Linked DNA regions of Bombyx mori: region 1 is linked to region 2. Evidence: chromatin contacts called from public Hi-C data. All regions are on one chromosome and are shown on one strand. The core of a region is the stretch at or near the end of the contact, and the rest is flanking DNA. Distances in the headings are between cores, read along the strand shown. Region 1 overlaps LOC119630405 (a long non-coding RNA gene). Region 2 holds the start of LOC101740207 (ataxin-1-like).

Evidence for each region. A called contact is a pair of places that touch in the nucleus more often than the background predicts.
Region 1: a contact with region 2 is called in a Hi-C map of whole pupa, with 2.1 times the contacts expected there. The contact joins the enhancer-like site here to the promoter of LOC101740207 in region 2. A contact is called at or near these places in 4 of 7 Hi-C or Micro-C datasets (middle silk gland, posterior silk gland and whole pupa).

What each region holds. Positions count from the first base shown.
Region 1 is chr11:10,816,024-10,823,082 of ASM3026992v2, reverse strand. It overlaps LOC119630405 (a long non-coding RNA gene), which reads left to right. Exons shown (of 5, transcript XR_009974290.1): 4 at 1-20; 5 at 492-1,349. Among protein-coding and RNA genes, the nearest start is that of LOC119630405, 11 kb to the left of the region's middle. Within about 2 kb of position 3,827, at least 7 of the 8 cell types and tissues checked have open chromatin away from gene starts, as enhancers often do.
Region 2 is chr11:10,774,144-10,781,074 of ASM3026992v2, reverse strand. LOC101740207 (ataxin-1-like) reads left to right here and starts at 3,500. Exons shown (of 4, transcript XM_012695064.4): 1 at 3,500-4,177.

The DNA.
Region 1 (7,059 bases), core at 2,578-5,077, 42 kb before region 2:
CGCCACCAATATTACTTCAGGTAAATTAAGAACGATTACTTTCTGTAAAAATTCACTCAGACTACGCAGACAAGATTACGCAGGAATGCGGCCAATAATAAAGTGGACGAAGTGAAAAGTGCGTGCGGTATTCCGTAAAGCATTGTTGGCTCCAAAACGTTTTGTCGCCAACAATGTGCGACGTTAATTCCTGCCATAAACGTTCTAATTAGTCGTTTTTCAACGGCGCACAAGACCGGCAGCGGAGGTGGAGCAAAAAGCGAAGTCGTCGCGGAATGCGGCCCGGTTGAATAACCAACCGTCTGGTCCGGCGCGGCGTCGTGGCCAGTCATAAACAAAGAAAGAGCCCTGTTGCGTAAAAATACGTTATCCCGAGCGCGAGCGTATCGACCATATCGCTGAGATTTATTTTGTCGTGCCACCGGTCTTCGAGAGCGCACTTTCAACTCGTCTCGATTTATTTACGTTTTGTTCGTTTATTTTTTCCACAGATTATTATCGGAGCAGCGCCAAGAATGTTGAAATCATTCAGGCCAGTAAGTGGGCAGAGGAATTTGCCATTCATATTAAAGATGCCGTCATAACAGAACGCTGGGGCTTTTGCTTCTACTGTTGTCTCGAAATCTATTTGTTATTGCAAATTTATTAATGAATATTTATATGATATATTTAAATTTCACTTTTTATCGTGGTACCTACCGAAGAAAGTTTAACCGAGCTTCAAGCAGATTATCGTTATACATTATATAGATATTAATAATAGTGTAGATAAATAAACAATAGATTTAAACATAAATCATTCAAATAGTTTTTAACTGTAAGATAAGATTGATAAAATATTTTAAACGAGCACCTTGGCAAATGTCGCCGTCATTATGCCGATTTGAGGAAATCACCGGATCCTTGAAAGATCGAATACCCATTGCTCTCACAAAATTGAGACTTTGACTTCTCAAGATATGCAGACAGTAAGTATCATATCAATGGATTTCGATGATTGCTCACCACTAGCTGGAACGTGGACTCATTTGTCCATGTGAGCGAACAAAAAAGGAGAATATCTCCAGACTAAAATTTATAGTAACGAATATTCATGAGTTTACATTGGCTCCATTGGAGTTGATATTTCGTAAATAATTGGATGTTTATTTTACGCTTATTCTATACTTGTGTACTTAAAGATAACAAACAGCCTATTTATGTTTAAAGAAACTTTAATTATCGGTAAAACTAAATTGTTTTCTGATGCAAAATTTAAATAATGTTGGTTGAATTTTTTTAAATTTACTTACTAAATTAAACAGGTTTTCAGCAATTTAATAAACTCTACAAACAATAATACTCCAAAATTCAAAGTGTTTTAACTATTTATACTTTTTAAATTTTAATGGTTCCCATTATGTTTTTTTTTTGAGTACCTATCTGCTTGTGGTCTCGAGGGGCTATTATTGGCTTTTCCATGGTTGGTGGACGAGCGCACGTAGTCTAAGATAGCCTGCTAAAGATCTGCTCTGGCAAGAGTAGTGCTTCGCTGAACCACATCACAGGCTCGAAATCGCGACCCGCTGAGAAGATGCGACCCACCCAGTGTTTTGTGTCTCTGGGTTATGTTTCATGTCGATTTCTTGAACGGTCATCGGTGCTTAGAATACAAAGGATTTAATTATATATGTAGGTATAAGGGATGTCACACCGATTATTATGCTGCAGAAATAGGTAGGAACTTGATTCATCTGCTGTCTTAAAACACGCCATACTAGCGATTAGGCAAATTCCTAATTTTATCGCAGTTTTTTTCGATTTAACGATTTTATACCTTCGTCATGGAGCTACGCGAACGCGTGATAAGTACGTGTTTCCTTAGATGAGGGATTTAAACAACGGCTTAATCGCATCACTTACGAGTTCACCGGACATGTACATATAATTATTTGATACTAGCTTTTGCCCGCGACTTCGTCCGCGTGGAATAGTTACTTTGGCATAACGCTAAATTTTACCCGCGACTTCATTTACAGTACTCAGGATTGGAAATTTATTACTGAACCGGTAGATAGCGTTGAAAAAGCTAGATTTTGAGGTTTTTTGACAAACCATTTTTTTATTTTTCGTAAAAAAAAAAATTTTTTCTTAATAAAAAGTATCCTATGTTACTTCTAATACCTCCTAGAATATGTGTACAAAGCTTCATGATGATCGGTTGAGTTAGTTTTCGCGTGAAAGCGTAACAAACAAACTTACATTCACATTTATATATTAGCAGGGATGTTCTACAAACTACAAAGCCTTTTGACGGCATTCAACAAATGATGTGTCAACAGATTGGTCTCTATTGGGGAGTGACACAATTATTGATTGTTTTCCAGATACAAGTTGCCTAAAACATATTCTAGTTATCGCCAGCAGCCTGCATGTGACTGATTTATTTTACTTATAATCAAATAATGCAAAAGTAAAAAAATAAGTTAGACAATGAAAAAATTAAAATAAAAAAAAGCTCGTCCGCATTAAAAATACTTAGGTACTAAAAAGCGAAAACATTATATCTCTGTTATGTACTTACGTGTATAATTAGGTTAGGTTTCTCGAGCATCCATTTTGTATGCATTACCACATCGTAGTATGAGACGCGACGCGACGCACACGCACCAGGTCATTATCCTTCTCTGCTCGTACTCCGTAGTAACTAGTAAATCTCTTGTACCTTGTCCGGCCTGTCAGGCGAGCTATAGATGCGTTATCGTTGCCACTTGTCTTTTATTGTACGAGGCACGCTTTTGTGTTTATTATTAGGTTGATCTTTGATGTTTAATACGTAAATTAATCTACAGTTTTCATTAACAACGACTATAGATGTTTTTTTTTAGTACGTTATATTCTTGGGAAACACTTAAATAATACTCGTAAATAAAATATGGCCGTCCGGGCGAGACTTTTGAAGTGAAAGGTAAGTAATTCAATAATATACAAGCCTCTCATAAACATGATTTCGTAATGGTCATTGTGAAGTTCGTAAATAAAAACATTTTGGAGAATAATTCAGTAAAAGCCGAAAAAAATCGCGAGGGCAAAGAAGGATTCTTCATAGCAATCAAACAGGTTCACGTTTGTGATATTTCCTGTCGAAGTTTGAAACGTTATTAAATAATTTAAACGTCCATTCGCCAGTAAATATAAAACGATGCAGTATCCAATTAACAAGTCAAGATAATTTTACAAACAGGAATTCGATTTATTTTTAATATCCACAATTCAGCTTTTTAACCACTAATTACAATTCATTGACAATAATAGAACGGATCCTATATTTAATTGATAGATACTACTCGTAGGTATATGACTGTATTTAATAAAGTAGCAATGTTATGGTCATCGCATTTATTTAAGGATTCGACAATGAAAAAATGAATGGTTTTCTCAAAATCAATCATTCTAAGTCCACAATGACAAACCTCTATGAACAAAATCTGAAGATGCGTTGAGTAGATTTTTAACACTCACACTAATTTGTTGCCATAAATGCGATTTGAAAAACGTAGTCCTAATAGGTAATTTAGGCCAACAATATTTTATGGAGGACAATCAATTGTTTTTTGTGTAAATTTTCAATTTGCAAATAAATGTTTTACAATTTAACATTACAAAAAAAAAACAGTTTATTTAACGTATTATGATGAATTAATTACGAATGCTATATTGTATCGGCAGCATTTTTAAATTCAAGTATGGTAATGTATTGTAATGCACGCTCGGCCGCATATTAGGAGGGTATGTAGTGAGTAAGAGACTAAACATTGTTTTTAGTGGTCTGTCCCAAGGTTGAGGTCGACGTCCTTGTCGATGTGCGCAGGCGCAGTGCCGGCACTAACCTCGTCGTGAGCGAACCGACGTGACTGTGCAGGGTTGTCACGCGTACCATATAGCATAATTGAGGCCGTCAGCGCAAAAGTGGCCTAAGCTTACCATAGTTAGTACGGAGGCAATTTGGTCTGAATTTTTATGAATTTGAATTTGAGTAGGCCAAAAAACAATACGCGCAAAAATAATGTTTACAAAGCTATCTGCTATCTATGGGTGAAACTATGGATAGGCCGGTTTTGCAAATGTATTATATTTTAAATAAATTCCAATATACGTCATATAAGCGTGAATATAAATAATTGTAGGTTAGGCCACTTCTGCGCTGACAACCTCAATTAAGTGTCTGTTTATTAGGTTCATATATTGGAAATTACGTTAAATTTAAAACAAAAGCAGCCGATGCGAAGTTGGTATTGGATGCGTCAATAGCAAGCCGTGCAAAATCAATAGTAAATTAAAACTCTTTTAACTGAATGTCATCGCATCTGGGATTCCCAACTACTGTCTTCGTTTTTGGGAATTCCATTACACTCGGTATTGACAGCTAATATAGAGAAAAGTCAGCGTTTTTTTTTTCTTTCTCAAACATTGCGCTTCCTTCATTTAATTAGCTTAGTTTACATTCAAATATGGGTGATCAGGCCCATGTATCTTGACAAGACAGTTAATGAAATGTGTCTTTAGATTACTGAAAATAATAATATTAGAATAAATTTCTTACCCATTGTCCTAATTTAATAGTGGATTTTATTCAAGGACATGAAATATCAAGAAGACGTTTTTATATAAGTTGGCAACCTTGTGCGGTAAGGAAAACGTGTGACCAATTTCGAGATACGGTCACATTATAGTATCCTAGAACTATACCTAGATGATCTAATGTAGCTTCCGTTCGGACAGACATTGACGACAATGAAACTTATAAAATGGCGCACAAGGCCGTGATAATATTTAGGATGCAATTTTTAATTGTTAGTGTTCATTATAAGCGAATATTAACGAATTAATTTTAATGAATTTAAGTAGGTATATGATTAAATTTTATTATTTTTCTATTTTGTCCCCAACCTATTCGCTAGTAGGCTAATCTAGGCAATTCCAGCTACACCCTGGCGGGTAGGTAAGCTCATGGGCTCAACCTGAGAGAATTTGCTAACACTAGCTCTAGCAAGAGCAGTACTTCGCAGAATCTACTACTGAATCGGAATCGGAGCCACTGAGAAGATCCGGCGAGAAACTCATGGCCGTTATTTTTCAATTCCTATAGTAGTATGTTACCTGTCGATTGTTATAAATTTAACTTTGTAAATTTGTTTTTAGTGCTTCTGAGGACCTTTTTTGCGGCAGTACCTATCATAGTATCATGAATGCACAACAGGTGGCACACTAGTCACATCAAGAAGGATATTCGTGATTTTAAATTTAACAAAAAAAAGAATGACTTCTTAACTTTCGTTTGAAATATGTTAGCAAAATCTATCAACATCTGGCCGGATTTTAAAACATAAATATTCAAATTAATCTAAAAATAGGCAAAATACGTTTCTTTTAAGACCATCAAAATTCAGAACCTGTTTTGCAAAAAAATAAATTAATGTTATACTTTTTGCGTGAAATTTGTATGGTTGATTGTCGATTTTGCGGCGCGGCCTCGCTACCGTGGTACGCGACACGCGGCGCGGCACCGCACTCTCTCGCCTCTCCTCCGCGACGATAATTGTCAGTAATCATTTGTTTATTGGCGCATAAGCTTCAACGTTTCGCACCACGCTCATTAAAGAGGCTATTTTAAGACGTGGCCGTCCGTTCGTCTGTCCCAGTTTCAAATCATACGACTGTTGATATCACAAGAGCTACTTTACTCATGTTATGCATCCGATAAATGATGACCTCTATGTTTTCTATTTATTACGATAAAGATGAACCTTCAAAATTGTTTAAATTTGACTGCTTGAAATGTTACTTAGTATTAAAATATTACAGTACCTAGCTTATAAAAGGATTGTGCGAATTTCTTTTAAATTTGCTAGCGATGTACAGTGGGATGAATACTCTGGAATCTTACTGCTTGAAATTGTTTGCACGTGTACACACGATAAAAAAATTGTACATAATCTTTTTATTTTTATTTTTATTGCCTAGATGGGAGAATGTTTAAATGATTGATTGAATACTTGAATGCTTCCACTAAAAGCTCTGCTCTTCGTATTATAAAATACAACTTAATTTAAATTGATGCAAACTTAATACATATTGTATACTTTTTTTTAAAATATATCTTATAACAATAAAATGATAATTCTAGAAATCCGAAATTGGATGAAGTAAAAGAAATATCAAAAAACAAACTGAAAAGTTCCTGTATTCTATTCTAATTTTTCCCCTACCCAATCACTAGTAGCCCCTCCCTAGGGCACGGATGCAAAGGATATATTATGCAGGTATTTGAGTATGAAGATACAAAGACGTCACACAGGCGGGCAGTCGTAAAAATTATGCCAAATCCCTACGCAGCATGATAAGACAACATGCTGCGTCAACCACGCGTAACGTGGGATAAGGGTAAGAAGATACTGACTTAAAAACTCGCAAACTCGAACTCAGTTTGATATTGTCCCCCATTATGATTTTTTTTTATTGCTTAGATGAGTGGACGAGCTCACAGCCCACCTGTTGTTAAGTGGTTACTGGAGCCCATAGACATCTACAATGTAAATGCACCACCCACCTTGAGATATAAGTTCTAAGGTCTCAGTATAGTTACAACGGCTGCCCCGCCCTTCAAACCGAAACGCATTACTGCTTCACGGCAGAAATAGGCAGGGTGGTGGTACCTACCCGTGCGGAATCACAAGAGGTCCTACCATCAGTAAAAATTAGAAGAGATGTGACAATTCGAAACTATTCCATTATATAAAAAATGTTACGAAACACCTACGTAGTTGGCAGGAGAGCCTATTTTTGTTTGTCTAGATTGTTAGGCACGTCGAGAATTCGTTTGAGTCGACCGACTAACGTAACCCGGAACTCATGGTTCAAGAAATAAAATATTGAATGATTTAAATCAGGACGATGCTTGTACGTAATGTGACTCATAACTATATCTATATATTAATACGTGAAGCAAAAACTTTGTATCCCTTTTTACGAAAATTGCGCGGACGGAGGAGTATGAAGTTTTCCACACTTATAGAGAAT
Region 2 (6,931 bases), core at 2,251-4,750:
GTTGCTAACACTGGCCCTAGCAAGAGCAGTTTTCGCAGAATCCACCGCCGGCTCGGAAACGCGACCCACTGAGAAGATCCGGCGAGAAACTCAGTGGGCTGTGTCTATGGGTTAATTTACTCGTCAAGCCCTTCGTCGCAAACGGGTTCGACGAGAACGGTGACCGGTGCTTGAGGTACCTAAAAGCACCGCTAATGGATCAGCCGTAATGACGTATTTAAGGTGAAGTCGACTGTTTACCATTTGGTCCACAGGATCGGGTATGTAATTTCCGGCAAAACGCTGTCTTACATTGGTCTAATTGCAAAAGGAATCTTACAAGCAAAGTTTGAAAGTGAACGAATTAATTGAAATTTACTTTATTGTACAAATGAAATGTTCATGTAATAAAATTTACACTAATTTTAAAAAGAGGCCACAGTTTAGTATATTTAGTATGTTTTTAAAGCCCAGAAACCCACAAAATTGTGATTTTCATTATAGAACTAGAGAGATCAGGCCCGGTATTCCTTTTTGTTAGGATTATGGCTTTTTATACCCGAAGCAGAAACGAGACGACAATAACCGTAGATTACTTTGTAGTGCAATAATGAGTAGGAATAATGTTAACGATAACGATACTTGGCTGCCGATTTTAGCTACGTTCCTTTGTGTAACCGAAGTCCCCATCTGTTGTTATTACCGACGGGTGTTTTTTTTTTTTTAAATTACGGTCTTCCTCGTTTGTCTCAGCTATTGTAATCAACCGTTTGAATGAACACAAAAAGTAATTTGCCGTAAAAACTCATACTACGTATCTTCGTTAACTGAAATAGTTTCGAGTGAAAGTTGCAATCCATCCACACTACCTGTTGCCTAGCAGGGACATATCTCTTTATTAGCTTTATTTTCGCATTTACCATGACCGTAGCGATGAAGATTTTAAAAGTCAAGATGAAGATTTTTTCAAGATAATACTGAAGATAATTTTGTTATTTTTATTTACTGCTTAGATGGGTGGACGAGCTCACAGCCCACCTGGTGTTAAGTGCGTCACCCACCTTGAGATAAGTTCTAAGGTCTCAGTATAGTTACAACGGCTGCCCCACCCTTCAAACCGAAACGCATTACTGCGTCACGGCAGAAATAGGCAGGGTGGTGGTACCTACCCGCGCGGACTCACAAGAGGTCCTACCACCAGTTTTCGTTGTTATAATGTTGGTATTATTCGCGGTCCACTTGTAGTTGTTACCGGAGTTCGTAAACTCGCAACGTGAATGTGGCCAGAGATATTGATACACAAGGTCGAAGACTCAATTGCATTAAATAACGGCTCTCCCACATTTCGAATCGAAACGTGTGACTGACTGTTTAGCAATGTAAAATCTTCACGATGATCCGGTCTCAAATCCATCGGTAAATATGTGAGGTCAGCGTAGGAACGCTACTTCGCGACAATATAACACTTTTATCGTTGCCGCCGCTAACTATACCCTTTATCCGGGTCAGGCAACAACCCATCACCGACGATGTTATAGGCACGTTCTGATTGATCCACTCAACTCCGTGTTTTTGGATGCTTCTAGGCCTAAGCCACGCAGCCATAGCACAGGTCATTGTACTCGTCGAAGAACTTAACGTAATACCTAACCCATACTATAACCCCGCTGAGTTTCTCGTCGATTCTCCTCAGCAGATCGTGATTCTGATCCGGTAGTAGATACACTCGCCAAAGAATCAACTTTGAACTACTGTCGCATACTGAAGCGTTTGGGCCGTTAGTAAATCCCTGTCTCGTGGCTGAGTACACGCTGTCTTTCTTTGCTTTCTTATTTTGTTTAGGCCGCAAAACCCCTACATAAAAAAACAGCTTGTTTCATGGTCAAAATAGGCAGCATGATGGTATCCTTTATACGGGCACATGACCCGTACCAATAGGTGGAAAGGTTCAAAACTAGAATATGTTTAAATACATTTATTTATCGTATACCAGCATAATGAAACACAAGTGACTCATACGATAAAGTTAGGTACAATTCCGGGTACTGACCACATGTAAAGCTGCATTATATGCTTCGGTATTAGATTCTACTTTAAAACTAATTTTATTAAAACCTAATGTCTCCATAAGGTTAAAATTGCAAAGAGCTGGTCTAAATCTGCCTATAATACCAGCGAAAAGGCTCAACAAATACCTGTCGTGTAAATTATTCGAAGTTAGTCTACTGAGAGGCTTAAATCTTGGTATAAGCTTAATACCAAATTACAAAGGTTGATTGATTGCTGTCTGAGATGTTCTAAGAATCCTTCCAACCTATATAAAATATTTTTATAATGAAACTAGCTGACCCGGCAGACTTCGTAGTGGCTCAATCGATAAATAAAAGACCTAAATTTTATTTAATTCCGAGAATTTTTATATTTGTCTACCTTTTAAACCTTTTCTGGACTTCCACAAATAATTTAAGACCAAAATTAGCCAAATTGGTCCAGCTGGTCTCGAGTTTTAGCGAGACTAACGAACAGCAATTCATTTTTATATATATAGGTAGATATGGCTTAACGAATCCGGTCTCTACAATAACATATACCTAAGCGACATTCCGTCCTAAGTAATTTTCTTGGATATTTCGTATCCAACTCCCAACCTTGATCTTAGGTACTGGTGGTGGCTACGACATTTTACTAGCCCATGAAGGTGGTTTAAGAGTGTCCCAGTCCTGATTATGTCTGACACGATGCGTTTAAGAGTGTATAACATGCATAAAAATCGAACACTCGCAAAGTCCAACTTCAAATACAATATATCCAGGTATTATTACGAGGGTGCATATCGATTCTGGTAACCGTATCTAGCCATAAGCTTGTCTGCATACCTTCACTAATAAATGAAATCGATTCAGGTTACAACTCGCGTCACTCAAGAAAGCGCAGCGATGCGATGTGCATGCGATACATTTGTAACAAGTTCCAATAGTGAAACATATTCATTCATACGTTTGTTGTAAACTTAATCTTTAGATTTTGGAGTCAGTCGCACCGATACAACAGTCATTTTTTTCTTTTTTAATTCATATCTAATCAGATAAATAAATCGGTTGCTCAAAGACTTAACAATGAAATGAGACGAGAACATTAAAATATTAAAATTGAAAATTTACGACTCTACTTTGCTAACTATAAACTAAGAACTTATCTCGTTTAGTGAACATTTTTGGTACAATGGCCCTGGTTAGCTCTAATTATGGTGAAAGAAAGCCATAAACACAGTTACCATAGGTATGTGAGTACGAGCTGTGCGATGACGTAAGCAAAGTTCGAAACCGGTCCGGGAACATTTCTGCTCGAGATGTGTGGGAAATAACGATAGAGAGTAGATTATAGTAGATGATAGTAGACCAATATGGATATTAAGACTTTTTACACTAAAATAGACTGATTCCAGAAAATAATGAGATTAAATAAATGAAAATATGGCTTACTCTACATGCTCTACGTTTCAAATTAATTCATGATTTGCATTTGCAAAAAAGTCTTTAATCCTTGATTTTAATACTAGTCTATTAATTTAATCCTCTTCTTTTGTTGACTCAACCTCTGGAAGGTGCCGTAAGTTTCCGGATTCATTGTGGGCACTACGTGCGTGCTTACAGTTTTTATGCATGTATTGGTGGATGGCAGGTTCTACCGGCGTGCGGCAGCGGAGCGCGGCCCAGGGGGGCATACTTACTACGTGATTAATCCGCGCCCCCTACCCCCGCCCCCCCGGGCGGCAGGCGGTGGGCCGCGGCCGGGCGCTCCGTACTCGCGCCGGGTTTCCTCGTCCCCGCGCCTCACGGCCACTCACTACGCACGGGGCTCCGCGTAGTGCCACTGCCAGTCGCGCTGCGACCTGCGCCGACGTCGCACATCGTTCGCGTATTTCTGATCGTCACATCGACCCGTCATATCATTCATGCAGATCTCTGCCCGTTGATTTACCTGCTGTGACCGCAGCGAGAAGACGCGCGACCCGCGAGTGACAAACAAAAGCGGCCGTCGCATCCGTGCACTTTTCCTTCGGTATTTGAACGCACGGAACCAGTTAAGAGTGAACGATAGACTTTTCCTCGGATGAGACCTCCGGCTTACCGCCGTTGTAGTGATCCACGGCCTGCGATGCTGCGCCCGTGACCGTCTCAAGACAATACCACGAAACGTAAGGAAATAATTTTGATGGCACAATCGGGTGGCTTGCGTGCACGGCCCGCCTTCCTATTTGCATGGCGCATACGAGTGGATTTTATTTTCGTCTGGCGGGCTGTGTGTGCGCGGGCGAGAGTGTGCGAGCCGGCGGTGGTGTGCGCGCTGCTTGTCTGTGTGTGTTCCACGGTAGAGACTCGAGACGGCTATTCTCTGGTGCTCCGCTTTATTTAGGTTGTTTCCGAGCGTATCGGCTCGTTTCAGTCTAACACCACCGCCTACCTCTATCACTGCCTCTATCTTAAATTTAAGATCATTTCATTCAGACAATTTTAGGCAGTAGTAATGAAAGTACTGCTATGTGTATTTGTATCATGAAATCAAGTACAAAAAAGGTACTGAATTCATTGAATTTGCCTGAAATGACTGCTATTCACAAATCGTTAAGAGTCGTCAGAGTAAACAAGCAAGGTAGAGCTAGCTATAAGCAATTCCTCATAGACTGTGTATAGTGGTGTGAGAACCGGTCCAACAGTGTTACCGTGTTGGCAATATTAACATTTTCTACAATTCAATGTGCGTTACATGTCAATGATCTCGGAACACTAAGATTTTTCTTTTGAATCTAAATGTTGTAGCCCTTCTTTTAGAAAATGGTTTGTTTATTTGTTACTTTTGAGCCAAAATATCACGGGTTTTGTTGGACGATAAACATTTACGATTGATATCCAATATCAAACTTGATATCCAAGATAAACCGTCCGTTTCTCAGTCGGTTAGGTGGAAGAATAGTTTAATGGTGTAAGCTTATTTACGACACCGTTAATGATCAATTTAAATGTATATTTGGAATGATTTTAGCGATGGCAACTTCAAAGTGATTACACGTGTATACTTAAGGTACTAAAATATTGGATCTTAAAATATGATCGAACAGATAATAACAATTCGTCAAGTTTGAAAACGAACTATACATTTATTGTACCAGAATTCATAATTTCTGTGTTTACTTACTCTAAATTACGTCATCTGAGGTTAATAACGGTAATGTAGACACAGAGCTCGCTTAAACAACAATTAGTAAGGGACAAACTATGCCGATAACAACGTGGTTTAAATAGTTATTGTTCTAATTGTAATTAGCTTTAATATTAAACATGTTTATTTTAGTTAGGGGCATCATTCATAGCCGATAGTATACTTCAAATAGCGCACGTTGGAAAAATGCGATGTAGGTAGTATTAATTTTATTAGTACCTATTTGCAATATTGAAAACTGCAACAGTATCTATATTACCCGTAAATCGGTCGTATATATATATAATATATATAAAGGTTGTATTTGATACAAGAAAAAAATTTAATTATATAGTTGTAATTATATTAAAATTATAAAAAAACCCGACCTTGAAGGATTAACGAATATCGAATGTGTAGTAAAAAAATACCCCATTATGGAATCTAATTGATAGAGCGTTGTTGATAAATCTGACAGTATTGTTTCCATAACAAATTGTTCTGTAGGAACGTCTAAGCAATAATACAACGTGTAAATAAATATTGCTCAAGTTTAACGTTATTATTAGAACAAATAGGAAAACTACACGGTCGAGTCGGACTGATACCCTCTGACCGATGACATATCCACGTTGTTGTCATATTTATGTAAAATTATATTTCTCGGCACCAGAAATATAACGTGTTTTTTTTTTTTGCAAACTTCCCTCATGAATTGAGTTTTTAGTTTTTTTCGTTTAAAAAATTTCTCAAAAATAACTTATCCTATTATAAAATGGTAGCATAAATGCCAGAACACTTAGCATGACACATGAGCTCGAGTTCTTAATTGTGTTGTTTAATGATTACCTAATCCCATATATTTAGTCAGAACACACGGCTGTTTCACGGCAGAAATCCTCCTCGCGTCGTTTTCCTCATTACTGAGGGTCGAGACTCCCCCGCTGAATCAGTTTCTCCCGTACGACTTCCCTCCATCTGCCGCGATCCTTTGCTTCATAAAGGCATTGTGGAAATTGATGCTCAGAGAAGATCGTATTTGGTCCGACCATCTCGTGGGACTGCGTCCTCTGGGACGTTTGCCATCTACCTTTCCTGTCACCATCAGCTGTTCAAGATTGTGACCCTCTTTACGAGCAATATGTCCGAAGAATACCAGCAGAAATAGGGGATGGCAATACGTACACGTGTAAAATGCTATAAATGAGTCGTCTATTATCAAAGGTGGCAATCTGTGCATTTGGACAAAAAAATGTTATTGATATGTCAATACAGATTGATTTGAATATAATCGTCTCCTTCAAAGAATACGGTTCAAAACCTGCATTAAATAAAGGTTAATACTTAACCTGTTATTTATCTAAGATGTCGTTCAGAAGAGTTTTGTGACTGCCAATGGAATACAAAGTCAATAATTCGTTTTTCTGATTTACCAAGAATTGTCCAAAAGTCACATTGCCGGCTTTGATAATAGTCGACTCAAATATTATATCAAGTCGTATGCCTATCAAATTATTATACCTGTTTCAACCTTGTACCGTAACAAGTGCAACAATATAATAAAATGTTAGATAACAACGGAAAGTAAACATTATTAATGATATAACTATTTAAAGCACGTAATATTGGTTAATATTATCAAGAAGTCGTTTTCCTAGAATGCGAGTCAATTTAGATTTTATGTCATTAAAGTTCTGGTCACGTGTGGTAAAATATAGAACGGAATATAATATATAGTATTGATGTGATTTAC